Linked DNA regions of Rattus norvegicus: region 1 is linked to region 2. Evidence: chromatin contacts called from public Hi-C data. All regions are on one chromosome and are shown on one strand. Each heading gives the region's core, a stretch centred on a gene start, on an enhancer-like site or on the middle of the called end of the contact. The rest is flanking DNA. Distances are from core to core; before and after follow the strand shown.

Evidence for each region. A called contact is a pair of places that touch in the nucleus more often than the background predicts.
Region 1: a contact with region 2 is called in a Hi-C map of prefrontal cortex, with 2.3 times the contacts expected there. The contact joins the enhancer-like site here to the promoter of Ppp2r5a in region 2. A contact is called at or near these places in 4 of 12 Hi-C or Micro-C datasets (Schwann cells, frontal cortex, mammary epithelial cells and 1 more) and 1 of 1 datasets of contacts at active chromatin or transcription factors (oligodendrocytes).

Annotation. Positions count from the first base shown.
Region 1 is chr13:105,587,465-105,591,007 of GRCr8, forward strand. No RefSeq gene overlaps it. Among named protein-coding and RNA genes, the nearest start is that of Ppp2r5a, 82 kb to the left of the region's middle. Within about 2 kb of position 1,872, at least 57 of the 93 cell types and tissues checked have an H3K27ac peak or open chromatin away from gene starts, as enhancers often do. A contact at or near this core is called in prefrontal cortex, where this site is marked.
Region 2 is chr13:105,505,043-105,508,325 of GRCr8, forward strand. It overlaps Ppp2r5a (protein phosphatase 2, regulatory subunit B', alpha), which reads right to left and starts at 1,725. Exons shown (of 13, transcript NM_001107891.1): 1 at 1,368-1,725. The coding sequence starts at 1,548.

The sequences.
Region 1 (3,543 bases), core at 622-3,121, 83 kb after region 2:
CACTTCACTTCCATGGCTTGCATCACTGATCATCAGTGATCTGCCTACCAATGGCCAGTCAGTAGTTCTGCGGAAAATTCAGCTCTTTGTCATGCCAGGTGCATGTGGACAGAGGCACTCTGGAGTCTTGTGTTAAAGGAGAGCTCCCTCCTGACTCTACTGACCATAATACATGAGACCTGAGTAATCCTCACCCCAAAGCTTAAAGAAAGCTGTCATAAACCTCACCACAATGATGGGGGAGCAGGCTCAGACATAGCCTGCCGGGGTCAGAGACAGAGTTCCCCTAGAGACCTGTCTGCTTCCATAGCCTATGACTTTCCCACCACGTGCTTGGCCTCTGAGTATTCTTAGCCCCATTCAGATGAGCACTTAATATTCTGGTACACCAGTGCCTTGGAGCAGGGAACAATTGAGACTTGTTTGTGACCCTCCCCCTCTTGGAGAAGGGAGTCTGCTCTCCCAGAAGAGTTTCCCACTCCGTATAAAGTCTGGACACTCTTAACAAACTTCCCCCGCTGGCTCTGGGTAAGGTTCTAGCATAAGACCATGGAGCAGCTGCATGCTACCCACATAAGCAAACTCTTAAGCACCAACTCTCCGAGAAAGCCCTAGGTGGTAAGATTATCTTTTTTGTTGAGCTTTGAAATTAAGAGTCTGAAGTAGAGGGACCGGGGAGATGGCTCATTCCTTAAGAACATTGTCTGTTCTTGCAGAATACCAGAGTCCAGTTCTCAGTACCATACAGCAGCTCACGACCATCTGTAACTCCAGTTCTAGGGGATCTGATGCCCTCTTCTGGCCCCCTTTATGTGGAACCAAACATACATAATGCACATACAAGCAAGGCATACATACATCATATAAAGACAGATATGCATCAAATAAACACAAGCAAAACTTTAAAAAAAAAAAAAAGAGTCTGAAGCAGAGACACTTCGGGCAACTGTCCAGGCAGTTCAGCTAGAAAGAGGCTAGCCAACATATCAACACAGCATAGTTGCTGCTCCTTCTAGCTGCCTCCGGATTAGCCTTGCTTTGTTTCAACAGCGTCTCATCTTGGGGAGAAAATGCCTTCTCTCTGGATTACCTAGTAGTACTGACACTCACCACACAAGGACTGAGGTCAATGGGATATTCTGAGACAAATACACTTTTGGCAATCACTCCTCCTCTGACCTAAAACAGATGTCTAAATCTGCTGACTCCCAGGAGGCTCTTCAGCCCTGTGGATTCGCTGTATCCTTCTGCTGACTCCCAGGAGGCTCTTCAGTATCCTCCGCCTCCATCTCTGTTATCTCAGTCTCCTGCTTCCTCCAATCCACACTGCTTTTCTCAAAGGAGTCTACCTCGGGTAGTGGGTGGAGGAAAAGGAAAAGCAGAGGAGGGGTAAGAAACAGTTCCTTTACTGGGAAGCGTGGAGACCGTTTTAGAACCTGAGATCCGACTGGAAATAGAGTATGCATCATGCAGATAATGGTCTATGTAAACACTGCATACTTGGACAGCTTTGTGCCAGAGTCTATGCACACTGAGCGTGTTCTCCTGGAGCTCGGGGGTAATGAGTTAGACGGTGAGCCGCACACCAGCCTTGTGTTGATGATCTTGGATTCTGTGTCTACGACATAAGCCCCTGTCCTGCCTCAGGGCGAGGCTGTAAAGACTGGAGGAACATGACTCAGCAGGGATCCTTTTTCTCTCCTCTGTTCCTCTGTAGCCTTTAGTGATGGCTTACCGCTTCCCTCCCACACAGAAGCACCTGATTCCCACACTCTTCCTCCTCCAAGGCCTCTCTCCTTGTACGTGGGGAGCTGTGTTCTTGGCTCTGAGACACATTTCTTAAATTGTTTGCCACAGTTGAGAGTGACTCAGCCGTTGCTTAGGGATTTAATTAGCCAGCAATAAGAGGCTTGAAAGAGACCAGCCTCTGGGGACTTGCTTCCTTCCTGGCTGGGTGAGAACGAAATAACAAGAAACTTGGAACTATCCTGTCCCATACAGGAGCCACAACCACACACGACAGCTTAGGGCATTTACAATGTAGCTGTTCAATGTAGCTGTTCATACAAAAAGTATAAAATACCCACCAGACCCCAAAGGTTTACATGAAAGTTAAATATCTCATTAAGTTAATAATTATTATAAGTTTAAATAACAATGTGATTATTTTATTAGCTTCACCCACTTTTTAAAACGGGGCTGCTAGGCCATTTGAGTTTACCTACGTGGCTTTTGGGATGTTGCTGCTCTAGGGTGTTCTCAATTTAACAGTGACCTAATATACCGACACTTTTTTTTTTTTTTTTTTTTTTTGGTTCTTTTTTTCGGAGCTGGGGACCGAACCCAGGGCCTTGTGCTTCCTAGGTAAGCACTCTACCACTGAGCTAAATCCCCAGCCCCATACCGACACTTTTGAACTTTAGTTTTTGTTTTCGTTTTTTGCTTTTTTTCATTTATTCTGTTTTGCAGTGGGGGTGGGAGGGTCCTGCATGTGTACCATGGCATATATGTACAGGTGAGAGAACTTGCTTGTGCTAGTTCTTTCCTTCCTCATGGGTCTCAGGGATCAAACTCAGACCCTCAGCCTTGCGGAAATCTCCTTTAACTGGTGAGGCATCATGGTGCTAGCCCAGTATATAATTATTCTTTATTTGTATCTAATATTTGCTTGCCATTCCTTTAAATGACCTTTTTTTTCAACATTTTGAACACCCAAGAAAAATTTTAAGATAAGACCTCAGCGATTGGGGTGTGGCGAGACATGACTACAACCCCAGCAAGGGGAAGGTGGAGACAGGAGGATTAGAAACCCAGGATCATCCTTAGCTATGTGGTGAGTTGGAAGTCAGTCTCAAACAGAAAACAAAATAAAACCCAACGAGATAGCTGGTCAGGAAAAGACAATAGTAGGTGCAAACGTCTTCCCTTTCCTTGGGATTACATATGAACTTCCTTCTGCACGCTCCTACAAGATTCGAACAAAGACAGGCAAGTGCAATTGTGCAATGAAAGCACCAGTAAAGGGTTCTAGAGCCCTGAGAGGAGCCCTTCTGCAGGGATAATAGGGGTTTGGATGTGAGTGACTACTTCTGCATGTTAACCACAAGGCTTTGTCTCGTCCACCTCAGCGGAGAAAGCAAAATCCGATTTGGTGGAGGGGAAAAGAAAGAAAGGTCATAAATAAAGGGGTGTGGAGGGGGCAGTCTCCCCAGAGGCATCCTGCCCAGAAGCCCCCTCTTCCATGCTAAGCCCCAGGGCCAGGGACAAATGGGTAAAGAAATGAATGATGGGAGAGAGCAAGGTGAGCCCCAGCAGCCTGACTCTGAGGCTGGACTGCTCGGTGTTGCTGCTACATAATCTTGTCACAGCAACTCCAATCAAAAAAAAAAAAAAAGAAATTGGGGGGAGAGGCAGGACCTCTCTATGTAGCTGTAGCTGTCCTGGAACTCACTATGTAGGCCAGACTGGTCCTGATCTCACAAAGATCCACCTGCCTCTGCCTCCTGAGTGCAGGGGATTAAGGCATGCACCCCACGCTTAGCC
Region 2 (3,283 bases), core at 475-2,974:
ACTAACCAGATGTTCAAAATTCAATTATTAGATCAGAGGAACTAAGAAGTACAACACTAAGAAGAAAACCACGTTAGCAAATTAAATACATATGAAAAAATGCTAGTATCGAGACTTTTGAACTAAAATTAACACGATAAACTAATTAAAACCAATCAAAGAATAAAATAACTTTTTAATTTAAGTATAAAAGCTTAAACCTCTGAATAGCAATTCACTATCCTAATAGGTAGGACAGGGTTACTTTTCGGCTCTGGCTGCACTCCACTGACTGTGCTGTATCAGTTTGAACAATTCTGGCATGTTAAAGGGCAATCAATCAACAAACGAGACAGCACACACCAAACATAAACTATTTTCCAAAGTCCGTGTGAGTCTACCCTGTGGTACGTCCTTGATTCAGAAGCACCCCTAGAGGCAGATGTAGAGTCTAAATGGGGTTCCAAGCTCTTGCTGGTCAACTGTTGATTTGATCTAGGGTTTTCTTTACACTCCTTGCCAAACTAAGTGAGGATTCATAGACTCAAAGACAAATCACAACCAGATTGGCCTTGAAAGGGATGCTGGATCTTTGTCAAACGAATTGAAAAATCTGCTGATCATTTATCTATTTTGGCATGAGTCTTTAATTTCTTGGCCTTGTAAATCATTCTCTAGGTTTCTATCAGGTTACAAGAATTTCTTAAATATCTAGGAACGTGATTATCGTTTCCACTAATGACATCTAGCTCATAAAAGGCAAGGATGTGAAATTAGTAAATCAAAAGATAGTAATTCTCAAAGAATAAGCCAGAACCAGTAAACAACTCGTGAAAAGTCCCCAAACGTGGTGGGAAAAGTAAGTAAGCCAAAAGGGGTGCCAAGCATTCCTGCGAGGCATTAGGCACGGATACCAATTTGAATTTACTTACAAAACCTTACAAAAGTCCTTGGAAGCACAGCCGTGCGAACCAAGTTCCCGTTGCACTACAAAGAAACACGATTCCTTCATAACCTCTCCAAAGACAATCGAGGTCTTCTATGAAATAACATTTACGTCTAACGAGACTGTAAGGTGTCACTTGGTCCCGGTTTCAAGCTAGTTCTGTATAGCTAAACCTACAGGCCAGCTAACTCGGCAGCAGTTTGTTCGGACCCTGGATGTGGCGACTGAGGGACAAGTAGAGAAAGTGATGAACTAGCTAAGCGTGGAGAAAACCAGAGCCGAGGCTCAGCGGAGTAGGGAGTAGGGGGACTGGACGACGAAAGGGAACGCAGGTACCTGGCGACCCTGGAGTCGCCAAGGCAGGGCAGGTGGGGCAAGCGCGCAGGTGGGAAGGGGAGTGGGGCTTGCTCCGGGAGCGCGGAGCAGGGGCAGCTGGGGTTACCTTTGAGCTGGGGCAGGGGGTGCAGCTCCGCCTGGCTGCCCTGGCTGCGGAACTGCGACGAGCCCTGAGAGCGCTTCTGCCTCTGCGCCTTGCGCACCGATTTCCGGGTGAAGCCGTCCACTTTCTCCGAGGCCGAGATGGCGGCGCAGGCAACTGGTGCGGGCGGCGACGGCGACGACATCTCGGCGACCCGGGCGCTCGGCGCCTGCCGAGGCGACTGGCCCGGGAAATCGGCGGGGCACGGGGACGGGCACGGCGAGCCTGCGCCCCTGCGTCCCGGGCCCCGGCCGCGCCGCCCTCGCGCTCCGCAAGCTGCTCCTCACCCGACAGCGCCTCACAGCCGCATCCCCGCGCCGCGAGGCCACCTCCCGGGGCTGGCGGAGGGGAGGGCGGGGGCGCGCGGGCCGCACAAGTTGCTGACGCCCGGCGCCGAGGGCGGGCGGAGGCGAGCCCGAAGTTTGGACGGCTGGGGAGAGCGCGCGGGTGCGGACGCCGGGCGCGCCTCGCGGCCCCTTGGCGCGCCGAGCCCGGGCAGATCCTCAGCGGCTGCTGCCCGCGCCGTCCGCCCGGCCGGGAGCCTCCTCCCGGGGCGCTTCCATCGCGGGTCCGCGCGAGCTGCCGCCGAGCTCTCGTTCTCCTGTCAGCGCTGGCCCCTCATCGCCCGGGGCGGCCACCCGCGCCCCGATCTTTGGAGAGTCGCCCTCGCTCAGCCTCCCGCGCCCACCGGCCGCCCACGGAGCACGCCCGGGGTAGCAACTGCTACAACTTGAGAGGGTGGCTGGTACGGGCGAGGGGGGACTCCGTGCGCGTGCGTGCGCGCTCCCGCGGCCCGGGGGAGGTCCTCGCGGGGGGTGGAGGGAGGAGTTTGACTGACAACTTCCGCGGGGTCCCACTAGCCTCCCGAGTCTCCGGAGGGGGCCGGGGCGGGAAAGCATGCCAGTTCCCTCGACCAATCGCAGAGCTAAGCGGCAGACGGGGAGGGGGCGTGGCCTCCCGGATGTCTATCAAGAGTCCATAGCTGGGTGGGAAGGAGGGAGGGGGCTATGTGACAGACGCGGGCCACAACCAATCGCAAGTGAAGTCAGTGAGCGGGGTGCCTTGTGCGTCACAACTGTAAAGGAGAGCTCTCAGGAGGGAGAAAGGGGAAACGCGGCGCCGCGGTCGGCTTCCGTGTACTCTGGCGCTACGCTTCAACTCTAATTGTCCTCCAGACAGCGAGTGAGAGGGAAACTACACAGTCAGCTCAAAAAGCAGAAGAGTGTCCCCCCCTTCTCTCTGCGTCCTGGGGACCAATGAGGACCTAAAGCGAGGGCCGGGGCGCCCAAGAACGCCAGGCATTGCGTCAGTGGAGCGGGGGCGGGGCCGAGGTCGTGTCAGAGCGGAGTGATTGACAGGCCAAAGAGCCCGGGGAGAGGAATGAGCTTGTCCAATCGGAGCGCGGTGCTAGGCTCCTGGGCGGGCCTTCGTTCTCTCTGGTCCTAAACCGCGTAATTGGTGGTTGGGGAATCCATTTGTAGCTCCCAAGGTCTCGGCGCCGCGGTTCACTGAGCGCTGATCTCGCGTGGGGTTTGGGCAAGCTCGTTTCTACCACTTCAGAGAACTCTGCAAGTCTACTCCCTCTGAAAAGAAGTTTCCCGTCTCGAACTTAGCCCAAGTTTAGCCTTCAGTCATCTGTAGCCAAGTTCAGATTAGCTGATTTGGGGTTTTGGGATCTCTTCCTAGGAGATTCCGTCTAAGTTTTATATTTAAAGCCAAGGACTGCTCATGTTAGCTTTGGGCATCCGTATGAGCTTCAACAGTAAGTGATCTCCCCTCTCCAATAGTCTCTGCAGTCTCTCCTGCAAGTCTTACACCTTTTCCTTTTGACATAAAAACTGAGGTGAAGTAGACTGGCCTGATGTTCGAGGAGGATCGAG